2 separate regions of the Sus scrofa genome follow, and region 1 is linked to region 2. Evidence: chromatin contacts called from public targeted proximity ligation data. All regions are on one chromosome and are shown on one strand. The core of a region is the stretch at or near the end of the contact, and the rest is flanking DNA. Distances in the headings are between cores, read along the strand shown. Region 1 has its middle 17 kb from the start of ATG101. Region 2 holds the start of GRASP (general receptor for phosphoinositides 1-associated scaffold protein).

Region 1 (6,435 bases), core at 2,813-5,312, 78 kb after region 2:
ACTGCCCCCCTGTGGCCAGTGTGCGCAAGAACATCTCTTCATTCCGCTGATGTATTAGCCTCTGAAACACATAGCCTGGTGGGGGAGCTTGTGCCTTGATAATGGATTTTGTAGTATGCGCACTAAATTCTATATTGTAAGCCTTCCTGAGCCTGTCTCTTCATCTGTAAAATGTCATGAGGCAACAATATCATGAGGATGAAATATATTATGTGCTTGTCTATAGATAAAAGGCTTTCTACACTGTAATTATATGACATTATTTTTTTCTCTGAACCTGGCTGGCCATCCCCAGTGAAGAAAGGTAGAACCACCCACCCTTTTCCTGGGAACACTTCATTTATTCCTTTTTTTCCTTTTTTCTTTTCTTTTCCTTTCTTTCTTTCTTTCTTTCTTTTTTTTTTTTTTTTTTTTTTTTTTTGAGCTGTACCTGCCGTATATGGAAGTTCCCTGGCTAGGAGTCAAATGGGAGCTGCAGCTGCCTGCCACAGCCACAGCCACAGCACAGCAACACCAGATTCCAACCACATCTGCAGCACTGCAGCTCGTGGCAACACTGGATTCTTAACCCACTGAACAAGGCCAGAAATCGAACCCGCATCTTCATGGGTACTAGCTGGGTTTTTAACCCACTGAGCCACAGTGGGAATTCCCTCCATGAGTGTTTATTGAGAGACTGCTCTGTGCCATGCAGGCTCTGGGGTTGGGATTGAGAAGAATGAGACAGGGACCCTGATCTCAAGGAGCTCACCGTCCAGTAAAGAGCTCCCAAAACTAAAGTTAATATAGCAGACAAAGATGGAATTCCCACTGTGTTGCAACAGGACTGGTGGCTTCTTGGGAGTGCTGGGTCATGGGTTCGATTCCCGGCCCGGCACAGTAGGTTAAGGATCTAGCGTTGCTGTGGCTTAGATCACAACTATGGCTCGGATCTGATCCCTGGCCTGGGAACTCCATATACTGTGGAGTGGCAAAAAAAAAAAAAAAAAAAAAAAAGAATAATAAAGGTAACGAAGACCATTAGAAGGGCCCAGTGTCGACAGAGCCAAGAGAGTGACCGGCTCAGCTTGTAGAGGAAGTGGTACCGAGGCATTCAGGAGGGGAAGATGGGGAGGAAGAACCTTCTGGGCAGAGGTGCAGAGGGGCAAGGGGCTGACGGTGCCCTGGGAGCAGGTGGGTAGAGCAGGGTGTGACAGCACGTGGGACCAGAGGGGTGGCCGTGGGGGTGGAATTTACCCCGGGGGCAGTGAGGTGTCTGGAGGGTTTAAGCCGGGAAGTGACATGGTAAGATCTGGATCTTAGGGAACTGGGGGTAGGTCTGTGGCTGGGAGGAGGCTGGAGGTAGAGCCACAGCAAGGGGGCTGTGGTCAAAACTGGCAAAAATGATGGCGGCCTGAACTAGGATGGAAAGCAAAGGGGCAGATCCCGGTGATGCTTGGGATTCAGGCTTTGATCACTAGTTGGATGTGAGAGATGAGGGGGAGGGGGTCGGGGAGAATGAAAGTCCAGCTCCTGGCCTGAGTGGCTAGGGGTGGCGGTGCCTGGCACCTACGGAGGGGTGGTGTTATCAGTTAGGACTTTTTTGGTCTGAATTTACAGGAAACCTGAAAGATATTTGGCTTGAGCAGAGGGGAATTTATCCGTCTGTGTATTTGCAAGGCTGAGGGGGTAGTTCTGGCCTCGGGCCCGCTGTGACTTAGGTCTGGCAGTGAGCACAGGCCTGGTCCCTCTGCCTCCTGTGGCTTGGTCTGCAGCCTCTGTGGGCCTCTGGCAGGGTGGTCTAGTGGTTGGAGCAGGACTTGGGATCACAGGACTGGGTTTGAATGCCCACCATCTTCCTTAGCCATGTGACCTGGGCAAGATGCTTAACCCTCTGTGGCTCAAATCCTTCCTCTCTCAAGTGGGGAAAAGTGGGGCTGAGCTAGGGCCTCTTTTGTTAGGATGACATGAGAGCCGCACGTGTGTAGAGAGCCTGGCACGGTAAGTGTGCGTGTGTCAGTCTCAGCCTCCATGTGAGGCAGGATGTTGGCTTTGTGGTCTCTCAGGTTCACATCTATCAGGAATGGGGTGGGGGTCATCTCCCAGGTCTCAGGCCAAACCCGGGGAGCAACTGTAACTGGGTGCTAACCCTGAAGTACTGTGCTGCGGTTGGAATGTTCTAGGCCTCCATCACATACTCTACTCAGACAGCCCAAACCACAGGGCCTAACGGAGGGGGTCATCTCCTCACCAGATCTAAGCCCGTTTCAGTCCTTGGGAGAACAGAGGGTGGGTGTCCCGAAAACTGACCCGTGGCTGTTGTAGGCTGGGGGCAGGGGGCGGGGGTGCGCAGGCAGAAGGGGTGGCTGATGGGTCCGGTTCTGGTGTGTCAAGTTTGAAGCACATCCAAGGTGGGCAATTAGTGTATGGGACTGGGACTCAGAAGAGAGACTTGGGCCCTCGTGTGGCTAGAGACAGATGGAGCTGTGGGAAGGGACCAGGTTGGGATGAGAAGGGAGGAAGCTCAGTGGGCCACCACTTAAAGGCAGGACACAAGAGGAGCTGGCAAGGCCGCAGAGGAGGGTCGCCCAGGGAGGTGGGAGGGAAGCCGGGAGTGGGCTATCTTGGGAGCCAGGGAATGATGGATTTCGAAACTGGGGGTGGCAAGGAGTTTCTGTGCTCCCCACCCTCAGGTTTTGGTGTGCTGGGATGGGGCCTGCAGGCTGAGATGTGGAGGGAGGGGGTGCAGGAGGCTTCTTGCTACATAAGGCAACCCCGGGCCTTTAACCCACTGAGGGAGGCTAGAAATCGAACCTGCATCCTCATGGATACTAGTCAGATTCATTTCCACTGAGGCACGACAGGAAGTCCAGGGTGGGCTTTTTTTTTCTACAGTTTACTCCTTTGTAAGTGTGAATGCTCAACACACACACACACACACACACACACACACACACACACACACACACCCCTCATCTTCCTTGGAAGCTTCGCTTTCAAGCTGCAGCCTCTTCTGCGAGGCCTGCCTCCTGCCGGCAGGGCTGAGGCTTCAGCCGAGTTGCCCACACCCACGGCTGCTCGGCTGCTCGGTTAACCTCGACACAGCGCCCAACTGCTCCTCTCCCGAAGCCCCTCCTTCAGAGGCTTCAGGGTCACACCTTCGGTTCTTCCGCCCTGCGCTTTCCAGCATTTGCACTGGTCTCTACTTCCTCCCCATCCGTCGGCGCCTCCCCGCCCCCACTTCCTTCTCCAGGTCAGACTCCGCAGCCGGTGACCCCAGTCCCTCTCGCCCCTTGCCTGACCTCAGTCCTCCAGGGGAGCCCTCCTGGTAGAACCTCGGCCCTGGATGGCTGCTGGGTGCCCCCAAAGAACATCGCGCCCCGGGCGGACGGATGGCCCCAAGAATGGTCACCAGACCCCACAGGACCCTCTCTGCTTTGGGCAGCTCTCTCCCGCCCATTTGCCGAATTCCTGCAAACCACGCCCACTCTCACCTCTGCCCCGCCCCCACTCTCACCTCTGCCCCGCCCCTAGCCCCTCCCTCCCTCTGCTCAGATGCCTTATCTCCTACTTCTCACCGAAAGGGGGCGTCCTGGGGCAAGAATCCCTCCGCTCTGTCTCCAGACCTCTGGAGGCAGGGGCTTTCCACGGGTCCCTGAGAAAGGACCCCCTCTGATTCCTCTGCGCCCCACCCCCTTCACTTTAGTTTCCTTAATGCTCCTTTAACCACTCCTTCTCTGCTGGCTCCAACTTCACACGCTCGGGTTTCTTCCACCTTAAAATAGCCGTCCTCTGCACCCAAGGCTCCTCCAGTTACTAATCCGTGTCTTGTCTCGTCTTTGCAGCCAAACTTCTCCAAAGTTATCCACGCGTGCTTGTCCCGCGTCCTCACCCCTCCATCCTCTCCAGTGTGGCTTCTGTCTACTCTGGCGGCACTGGCGAGTCAGGATCCACCCGGAGTGGATTCTTGAACCTGCTTTTACAGTTCTTCTCTCAGCGGCTACTGGCCGCTCATGCCTCTGCCGACCTCTCCCTCCTCTTCACAGCTGTCCCCATGGTGGCTTCCGTGACAGGTGCAGAAGAAGCTCAGTGAGGTGGAGAGGCGAGGCTGAGAACTGGGCTCCAGCATGATACTGAGTCCGCCCTCTCTGGGTCCCTAACCCTCTCCCTCCTAGTGAAGAGGGGCAAGGATTACACCCACCTAGGGAAACTGAGATGATTGATGTAGACTTTGTCGGGGCACGGGGGGGGGGGGGTGCTGTCCCCCCACCCGGAGCCAGCGTGGGTTGAATCCAGGCTCCCCAGCTCCCAGCTGTGTGGGGTGGGGGTGTCTTGCTTTGCCTCCTCCCTGTCTCCCCTCTCCCTGAGGGTCCTGTACTAGCACCTCCTGTAAACTTGCCCAAAGCTTGCATGCCCAGGGCCTCAGGATGGTCTGAAGACTTTCTCTTACCCTGCATTTTTTTTTTTTTTTTTGCCTATTTAGGGCCACCCTCGTGGCATATGGGAATTCCCAGAAAAGGTGTCGAATTGGAGCTGTAGCTGTCAGCCTACACCACAGCCACAGCCATGTGGGACCCAAACCACCTCTGTGACCTACATCATAGCTCACAGCAACGCCGGATCCTTAACCTACCAAGCAAGGCCAGGGATCGAACCTGCGTCCTCATGGACGCTATTTGGGTTCATTACCACTGAGCCATGAGAGGAACTCCTTACCCTGCCTTCTTGCCCTGGGTGTTCTCTGCCTCTCCTGGAGCTTAAATCGCCGTCTCCATGCCATGGCTCTGAAAGCTGCAGCCCTAGCCTAGCCTGGCTTCCAAACAACGTCATCTTAATGCATTGGTCCGTCTGGCAATGACTGACTCAGCAGTCGCTGGAAAGTACCTCGTATATGAGACCAAGACACCCCTGCCACGGAGCCTACCTTCTGGTGGGAGGGGGCCTCTGATGGACGAGTGAACAAATAGGTTGCAGGCAGTAACACAACAGGGCAGCAGGGTGGGGGTGGTCAGGGAAAGCTTCTCCGAGGAGGCGGCATCTGGGTGGAGACCTGGCCAGGAGGCGGACCCAGCCCGGCCAAGGGCTGGGGCACAGTGTTCCTGCCGGAGGGACAATGGGTCAAAAGGTCCCGCTGTGGGAATGAGATTGGAGCGTCTAAGGGACCAAAAGGAGGCTGGTGCGGCAGGAGCTTAATGAGCGACAGGGAGAGCGACGAGACAGGAGAAAGCACAGCATCCTCACTCCTGGCCTGTCTGCTCCCAGGGCCTGGTACCACCTCCTCCCAAGCCGTTGTCCTCCAGGCACCCCTTCCTTCCCCTGCGCGGCCCCTGCACAGCCCGTCCATCGCCACACATGGCGCATTCTATCTCTGAGAAAGCTTCACTCCATCTCCACCCCTTGCTTCGGCTCTCACCCAGCCCCCACGTCCATCCGTGCTCCTCGGCCCACCCACTCTCCATGGGCGCCGGAGTGGTCTTTTATTTTTATTTTATTTTATTTTGGCTTTTTAGGGCCACCCCTGCAGCATATGGAAGTACCCAGGCTAGAGATCGAATTGGAGCTGTCGCTGCCACCACAGTCACAGCAACGCAAGGATCTGAGCCGCACCTGTGACCTACACCACAGCTCATGGCAAAGCTGGATCCTTAACCCACTGAGTGAGGCCAGGGATCGAACCTGAGTCCTCCTGGATACTAGCATACTAGTCAGATTCCTTTCCGCTGAGCCATGATGGGAACTCCTTGACATCTTTTTTCTTTCTTTTTTTTTTTCCTTTCTTTTTAGGGCTGAATCTGCGGCATATGGTAGTTCCCAGGCTAGGGGTTGAATCTGAGCGGCAGATTCTGGCCTACACCACAGCCAGAGCAATGCTAGATCCGAGCTTCTTCTGAGACCTATGGCACAGCTCCAGGCAACACGGGATCATTAACCTACTGAGCGTGGCCAGGGAATCAAACCTGCATCCTCTTGGATACTGGTCAGGTACTTAACCTGCTGAGCCACAATAGGAACTCCACCTGCTCGACCTCTTCACAGTCTCTTAACCTGAACTGACTGGCCTTGACCTCCTCCCACCCTGCTCCAAATCTATTTCACTGGCTCAGCCTCTGCCCCCGCCAGACCTGCTGGTGAAGGAGGCTACTCCCCCACCCTGGCCCCAGGCTCTTTCTTGACTCTCATTTATTCTCACTTCTCTGACTGTAACAGTCTATCTGGGAGGCAACTGCACCCAAGACAGCCAGTCCCAACACTGGCCCAGATGGAGGAGTTCCAGGTAATGCCCAGGTTCAAGGGTACATGCGGGTAGCTCAGGTAGGGTGGATGGCAGGTGACTGGAGGTGCATGAAAGGGTTATACCTGCTTCACAGAAGGTCCCCAGGGGTGGGGAGGGAGAGGTAGGTTGGCAGCCACACACCAGTCTTCAGTGGGGACTGAGGGATGCTAGGTTTCATTCAT
Region 2 (6,531 bases), core at 215-2,714:
TCCCCACCCCCACCACAGACGCCGTCTGTCAGGAGCAGGCAGCAGACGGTCCAGGGGTCCATCTGTGCTAATGCTTCACAATAGAGTCCCGTGTTTCCCCACCAACACCCCCTCTGCCCCTCCACTGATGGCCACTTGACGGTGCCAAGGGGGAAGGTGGGAGGAGGGAGAGGAAGGCACTAAGAGAGCCAGCACTTGGCTCCTGGCAGTCCCCAATCCGCCCCCTGCCCCCCACCCAACAAGCATCCTGCCATCTGGACTTGTGTAATCACTGCGGGGTGGAGAAGCACCCCCTCCCACCCACACCTCCTGTAGGGGCTGGGGCTCCAGGGGCCTGGGGGCGGGGAAGAGACAGACAGGGCCCAAGGAGACAGAGACAGACCCCATGGACTGAGAGAGAGAGGCGACAGAAAGCCTTTCCTGGCCTCCCCAGGTTGATGGGCCTCTAGCCCCTCTGCACTCTGCACGCCATGCCTCTAACACAGCACAGGCCCCTGTACCACTCCCTACCTGCCCAAGAGCCTCTCTAACCCACTGCGCACCTGGCCCGGAGCAGGGCTTCAGCAGAGGATGGAGAAGGGCAGAAGACAGCATCGCATAGTGGTTAGATGGCAGGCTCTGCAACCAGGCTGCTCAGGTTTGAGTCGGCTTTGCCTCAGAGTGGCCTAGAGCAAATTCCTTTACCTCTCGGAGCCTCAGTTGCCTCTAGTGCAAGGGATGAAAACAGTACCTATTTCAAAGAGTTGTCATGAAGACCGAATGCATTCATTAACGTGTGCAAAAGACACGCAGAAGAGTGTGCACAGCCCATGGTAAATGCTCAATAAATGTCAGCTATAAAGGAGTAACACAGCTTTGGGAACTCTGGAGGAGGGGACAGATGAGGACAGTGCATTGCTGGCTTCCGTTTAATGGCAAACCTCAGGATGTGGAGCCCCCAGCTTGTGATGCTGACGCTCTGTGGTGGCTGGCCACTCTTCAGACGCCAGGTCTGGCCTTCCACTTCCTCCTCTCATTTCTTATTTGGGTACCACTGACGACAGAGACTTCGGCTGGGCCATTCCTACCCCCCCCCCACACACACACCCCATGGCCTGGAAGCCACTGGCAACACAACCCCACAGGGAGCTGGTATGGTCCTCTAGAAAGGTCAGGGAATGGCTGAGCACCATCCCCCAACCCCGAGCACCTGCTCAGCACGGTCACATCCCCTGCCATGAGTTGGTCCCACAGCAAAGATCTCTCTGCTGGGAAAAGGCGATCTGAGCTCCAACCTCAAGAGCTGTTTGTCCAGGAGGGACCCCCTCTTAACCCTCTGAGTGGACAGGCCAGAATTAAGTCTACAAATTTCTGGGTTTCCACTTCTTCCCTTTCCCCTTGACTTGGGAAGGGGAGGCAGCCGCTTTCAACTCTTCTGGGACCGATGCATAAAGGGGAAATCCTGGGCCCTTTCACTCATTGCGGCGTCTGCATGGTCACGGTCACGTCAGGGCCTTTACCCCTCACCCTGCCTCCTTCTCTTTGCCTTAAGTCTCCTGCAGCCCCGGATCTCCTAGAATCTTACTCTGGGCCTCCAAACCGCCTCAAAAGGACTCCTTAATGTCGCTCCACCGCCAGACTCCTCGGATCTCCAAAGCCCTAAAATTTCAAATCTGGTGCACAAGGCCCTTCGCAGGCCCCTCCCCACTCCTCAGGTATCACGGAGATGCCCTGCCCCCTATCCCCTCCGCGGGTAGCTCTTCCCCCTGTTGAGCGCTCGGGTCCCCAAGAGTTTCCCCAGCATCGGCAGGCCTCCGGAGCGGGGGCGGGGCTCCCGGGCAGCGGCCCCTCGGTGGGCGGAGCCGGTCGCGCTGGGGGCGTGGCCCCGCGAGGCCGCTCCTCCCCCGCCCCTCAGCCCGCCCGGCTCTCCGAACCTATAAAGGGAGGCGACCCACCACCCTCCCAGCTGGCATCTCCGAGCCGTCGCCAGCCCCACCGCGCACACCGAGGGGCACCGGGCGCCGGAGCCATGACCCTCCGCCGACTCAGGAAGCTGCAGCAGAAAGAGGAGGCGACGGCCGCCCCGGACCCAGCTGCCCGGGCTCCCGACTCGGAAGCTGCGCCCGCTGCTCCGACCCCGACCCCGGCCTCAGGCCCCCCTGCCGCAGCCGCCAGCCCTGGGACCCCTGGGGACGAGCTGTACGCGGCGCTGGAGGACTATCACCCGGCCGAGCTGTACCGCGCGCTCGCCGTGTCCGGGGGCACCCTGCCCCGCCGAAAGGTGCGTACCCCCCAACTCCCACGGCCCCCCAGCCCTCGGCGCCATCCGATGTCCCTTCCTCAGGGTCCGCGTAACCCGCAACAGCCCCCATCCGTGCCTGCCGATCCCTATGCACTTCTAGGGTCCCCGAGTGCCTCTCCATTCCTCACCAGCCCGCTGACCCCCACGACACGTTCAGATCCTGCTGGGTCCCCTCGGCCCTCTGCCCAGAAGGCGCAAGCTCCTCCACCCGCGGCCCCGGCCCCCCGCCGCCCCCGAGCTGGGCGGCTCTCCACTCCCAACGCGCCGCCGCCCCGGTCGCCCCTCTCCTTCCTGCCGCCTCCCCAGATCCCCTTCTCCTTCAGCACCCCCAGCCCCACCTCCCCAAGTCCGGTGTCTCGAGGCCCCCAGGACCCCTTGTCTGGGCTTCTTCAGTGGGAGTGGGGAGGCCTCGGGCTGGGGTCCCGCCTCTCGCCCAGACAAGTTGAGGGTCCGCCGGCCCCGGGTGGGGAGGAGGGCGGCGGACGCGCCGCGTGCCTTCTCTCCGGGGAAGTGAGAGCGGCGCCGCCAACTCCGAGAGCTCACCCTTCCGAAGGGACGCCCGGATTCCTGGGCTCGGGGCCTGCCCTGCGTCTGAGTGCGGGGCGTGAGGCCACCGCTCCCTGGACGTCAGCCGCCGCGACCGGACGCGGTGGGAGGGGAAGCCGGGCGCCCGCGGGGCAGGAAGGATGCGGGCCGCGCCCGCCCTCTGAGTGGCCCCCGCCGGCGGGCTCTTTCCTTTGGCCTGAGGGGGACCCGAGCGCTCTGAAAGGAGAACTCAAGACCCGGGTTCAGGAGAGGGGGCTGGTGGCCTTTCCCCTCTCAGCTCCCCCCACCCTTTCCCCTGGCTCCCCCCACCCCCAACACAATGAGCAGCTTGTTGAGAATTTGCATTTTATGAAAATCGGGTGGAAAACAAAGGGGTCTCTCTATGTTGCCCAGTCCTTCCCCCCCTGGCCCCTTTGGGAATTGTCCCCACCCCTGAGGCCCATCTTTGGTTCCCAAGAAAGAGGGTTTCCTTCTCTTTCCTCCTTGGGGCAGCCTGAGGGGAGGTTTAACAAGGACACTGACCAGGAAGGCCTTGGGCTGTTTGGGGCACACAGAACAACGATGGACCTGGGCCTGGACTTTTTCCCAGGAATAATAATTTAGGGAGAGAGACTAGTTTTTCAGGGACCCAAAAGAAGTAGGGACCTTCCGCTCTGTCATCCCCCACACCAAAAACAAAACAAAGCAGAAAAACCAAAAAACACCCAAACTCCCAATCTCTCTCCTTGAGAATAGTGAGACTTAAGGACAAGTTTGAGATCTAAGTGGGGTTTTTTTGTCCCAGAAAACAACAAAATATATGGCAAAATTGAAAGGCCCGGGTGGAGCTAAACACAGCTGCCACTTGCAGCTGTATCCAGAGCTGGTCCCTGAAAAGGTCTGTACTTTGGGGTCCCTCTGTCCCCTGCCTTTCCATGCTCAGGCTGAAACTGTCAGCCAGCCCTCCACACCTGGCCTCTGACCCCAGCTCTCCCAAGCCACGCTCTGCAGCTGATAAATTAGGAGGAGAGACCCATGTGGTCCTGGGGGCTCTGGAGTATCTAGACAGGCAAGCCCAGGGGCCTCCTGCCCCTCTCTGAATAACACCTGAGACGAACCCTTGCTTCAGCTGGTAGGGTCTAGGGCTCCTGAGCCCCTGTAGATACACGCCCTGGGGGTGGAGTCTCTCCTATCTAGATTAATGACCCCCCCACACACCAGACTGGGAACCAGCACAGGGCTTCATGCACCCAGCACCCATGAGGGCTGTTGTGTCTCCACAGTCCTGGTTATGGGGGTGGGTAAAGCTTGGGGAGAAAGTTATGGGGATACTGACAGTGGCACTCTGCAGGTAGCTACACCAGCAGGAGAGCAGATGTGGAGCTGGGGCCGGGTAGACGGGCAACAGGGACTGGGATGCTGGGTCTGAGGCCAGAGCCCAGGCGAGGAGCTCCCCAAAGGCGGGCTCTCAGCATCTGCTTCAAGACGGCTCCCTCTCACCTGCTCCTTCCTGATTCTCCTTCCCACCCAGGGCTCCGGATTCCGCTGGAAGAGTCTCAGCCAGAGTCCTGAACAGCAGCGGTGAGTCACCGTTACCCCAGCCCCTAGACGGGTCCAAAAGGGTGAGGTGCTGGGGTGGGGGCAGCACGACACAGCATCTCAGGCCAGCCAGTGGGGAGTCACGCTCCTGCCCTTTCAGCACGGCTCCCTCACTGAGAATGGGGGGCAGGTGGGGGTGTGGGCTGTGTCAGGGGGGTGGCAAAGGAAGGAGGTAGGCACTTTTGAGTCATCAGGTGCTCCTCAAGCCGCCCCCAGTCCCTGCCAGGTCCCCCTCCCTGGAGAGAGCTGCTCTGGGGGGGGGGGAAGCAGGAGAGGTCTTTGGGGCTCAACCGAGCCCTCCCAGCCCCAGCAAACCTCGAGGGCCCAAACCATGTTCCAGCTGCTCAAGTGGAGCGGCCCCTGCCTCCAGAATTTCAGTCCTCTGCTGGTCCCATCCTGGGGCAGGGGTGCCTCTTAGGAAGGCTTTGAGATGAGGGCAGAAGGAGGTGCTGACTCTGGCCCCACTCTGCCCATGTCCCATCTTGATTCAGGCCTGGCTTCTTCCAGAATGGATCAGCAGACTATGGCCTGCTGGCCAGGTTGGCCTGACTGAGCCTTGAACTAAGAGTCCTTTTTATATTTCTAAAGGGCTCTAAAAACAAAAACAAAGAACCATGTAGGACAGAGGCTGTCCACTATTTTAGGTCTCAAAAAGAAAGGCTAAAATGTTTTCTGTCTGACCCTTTGCAGAAAAAGGTTGCCAGTCCTTCTAGAAACCCAGAGAGCCCTGGAGTAGATACAGCAGTCACCCTGCTCCCCACCCCAACACACACAGAGGGGGAAAAGCCTGCATTCAAAGCAGGGAGGAGCTCAGGCTGGGGTTGGGAGTTGCTGCTCTGCTCTTGGGCGGGAGGGTATGCGGGGCAGGTTTGGGCCCTGAGAGGCCTGGGTCTCCAGGGCCTTTCTGAGGCCACGAGGCGGCTCGAAGGGGCCTTAACTCTGCCTCTGGCAGGCCGGGAAGGAAGGGGATGGGGGTGGGCAGAGGAAACTCTGGGCTCCCCCAGCAGGCGAGGATCTGGAGCAACTCCAGACCATTGTGTCCAGTGGGCAGGCCGTCAGTCAGTGCGGGAAGGGGCGGCCTCGAGGCTCCCCTCCCCCCTCCCGAGCCCTCACATCTGGTGGGCTGGCCCCACCGCAGCTGGGAGGAGCAGCTGTGGTCTGGGCCCGAGCCTCGTGACCGGCCTCTGGGGGTGGGGCCAGCCCTCTCCCCAAGGCTCCGGAGCCGCCAAGGAGCAGAGGACGCCCTAGGCTGGGGCCGAAGTGGGGGCCTCAGCTAGCCAGCAAGTGGTATTCTGGGGCTCACTGGAAAGCTGGGCGTGTGGCCCAAAAACTCAGCTAGCCCCCCGGGCCCCGGGGGCCAGGCATTCCTGTGCCTCCCTCTCCAGAGGCTGGATTGATTCTGTGTGGCTCCCTGAAGCTACCTACGGTCAGCTACACATGGGGAAGGACGTGCCGGCAACCTGTGACCCGTGTGACATGTCTCTGGGACAGTGAGCCCGGCCCAGATGTTCCGGAGCAGACCCCAGCATCAGTGGGGGCCACGCTCTGGGACCACCCAGCTCCTTTTAATCCTGACAGTCTTTCCTGTGTCTCCTGCAGGAAGGTTCTGACTCTGGAGAAGGAGGAGAACCAGACCTTTGGCTTTGAGATCCAGGTGGGAGAAGCGGGGTGCTGAGGAGGGGAGGCGCGGGGAGGCCAGTCTGCGGGATGGGTGGATCCTGTCCCAGCCTTGGGCTGAGGGCCCCCTGTGTGTTACAGACTTACGGCCTCCACCACCGCGAGGAGCAGCGTGTGGAGATGGTGACCTTTGTCTGCCGGGTTCATGAGTCCAGTCCTGCCCAGCTGGCTGGGCTCACACCAGGTGAGGCCCGAGCCCAGGACGCAGGGCTCTGGGAGGGCGGTGTGACCCTACTCCCAAGCGGAGGGGGCAAGAAATCTCATCCGAGGAGTTCCCCTTGTGGTGCAGCTGAAACGCATCCAACTAGTATCCATGAGGATACGGTTCGATCCCCGGCCTCACTCAGTGGGTTGAGGATCCAGCGTTGCCGTGAGCTGTGGTGTAGGTCGCAGACACGGCTCGGATCCCATGTTGCTGTGGCTGTGGTGTAGGATGGCGGCTACAACTC

What was found.
Region 1: a targeted proximity ligation map of skeletal muscle shows a contact between it and region 2. A contact is called at or near these places in 16 of 47 Hi-C or Micro-C datasets (alveolar macrophages, blood, embryonic fibroblasts and 8 more) and 1 of 2 datasets of targeted methods (skeletal muscle).

The regions. Positions count from the first base shown.
Region 1 is chr5:17,431,384-17,437,818 of Sscrofa11.1, forward strand. No RefSeq gene overlaps it. Among named protein-coding and RNA genes, the nearest start is that of ATG101, 17 kb to the left of the region's middle.
Region 2 is chr5:17,356,161-17,362,691 of Sscrofa11.1, forward strand. GRASP (general receptor for phosphoinositides 1-associated scaffold protein) reads left to right here and starts at 1,465. Exons shown (of 8, transcript XM_003126148.4): 1 at 1,465-2,260; 2 at 4,338-4,387; 3 at 6,005-6,059; 4 at 6,164-6,266. The coding sequence starts at 1,706.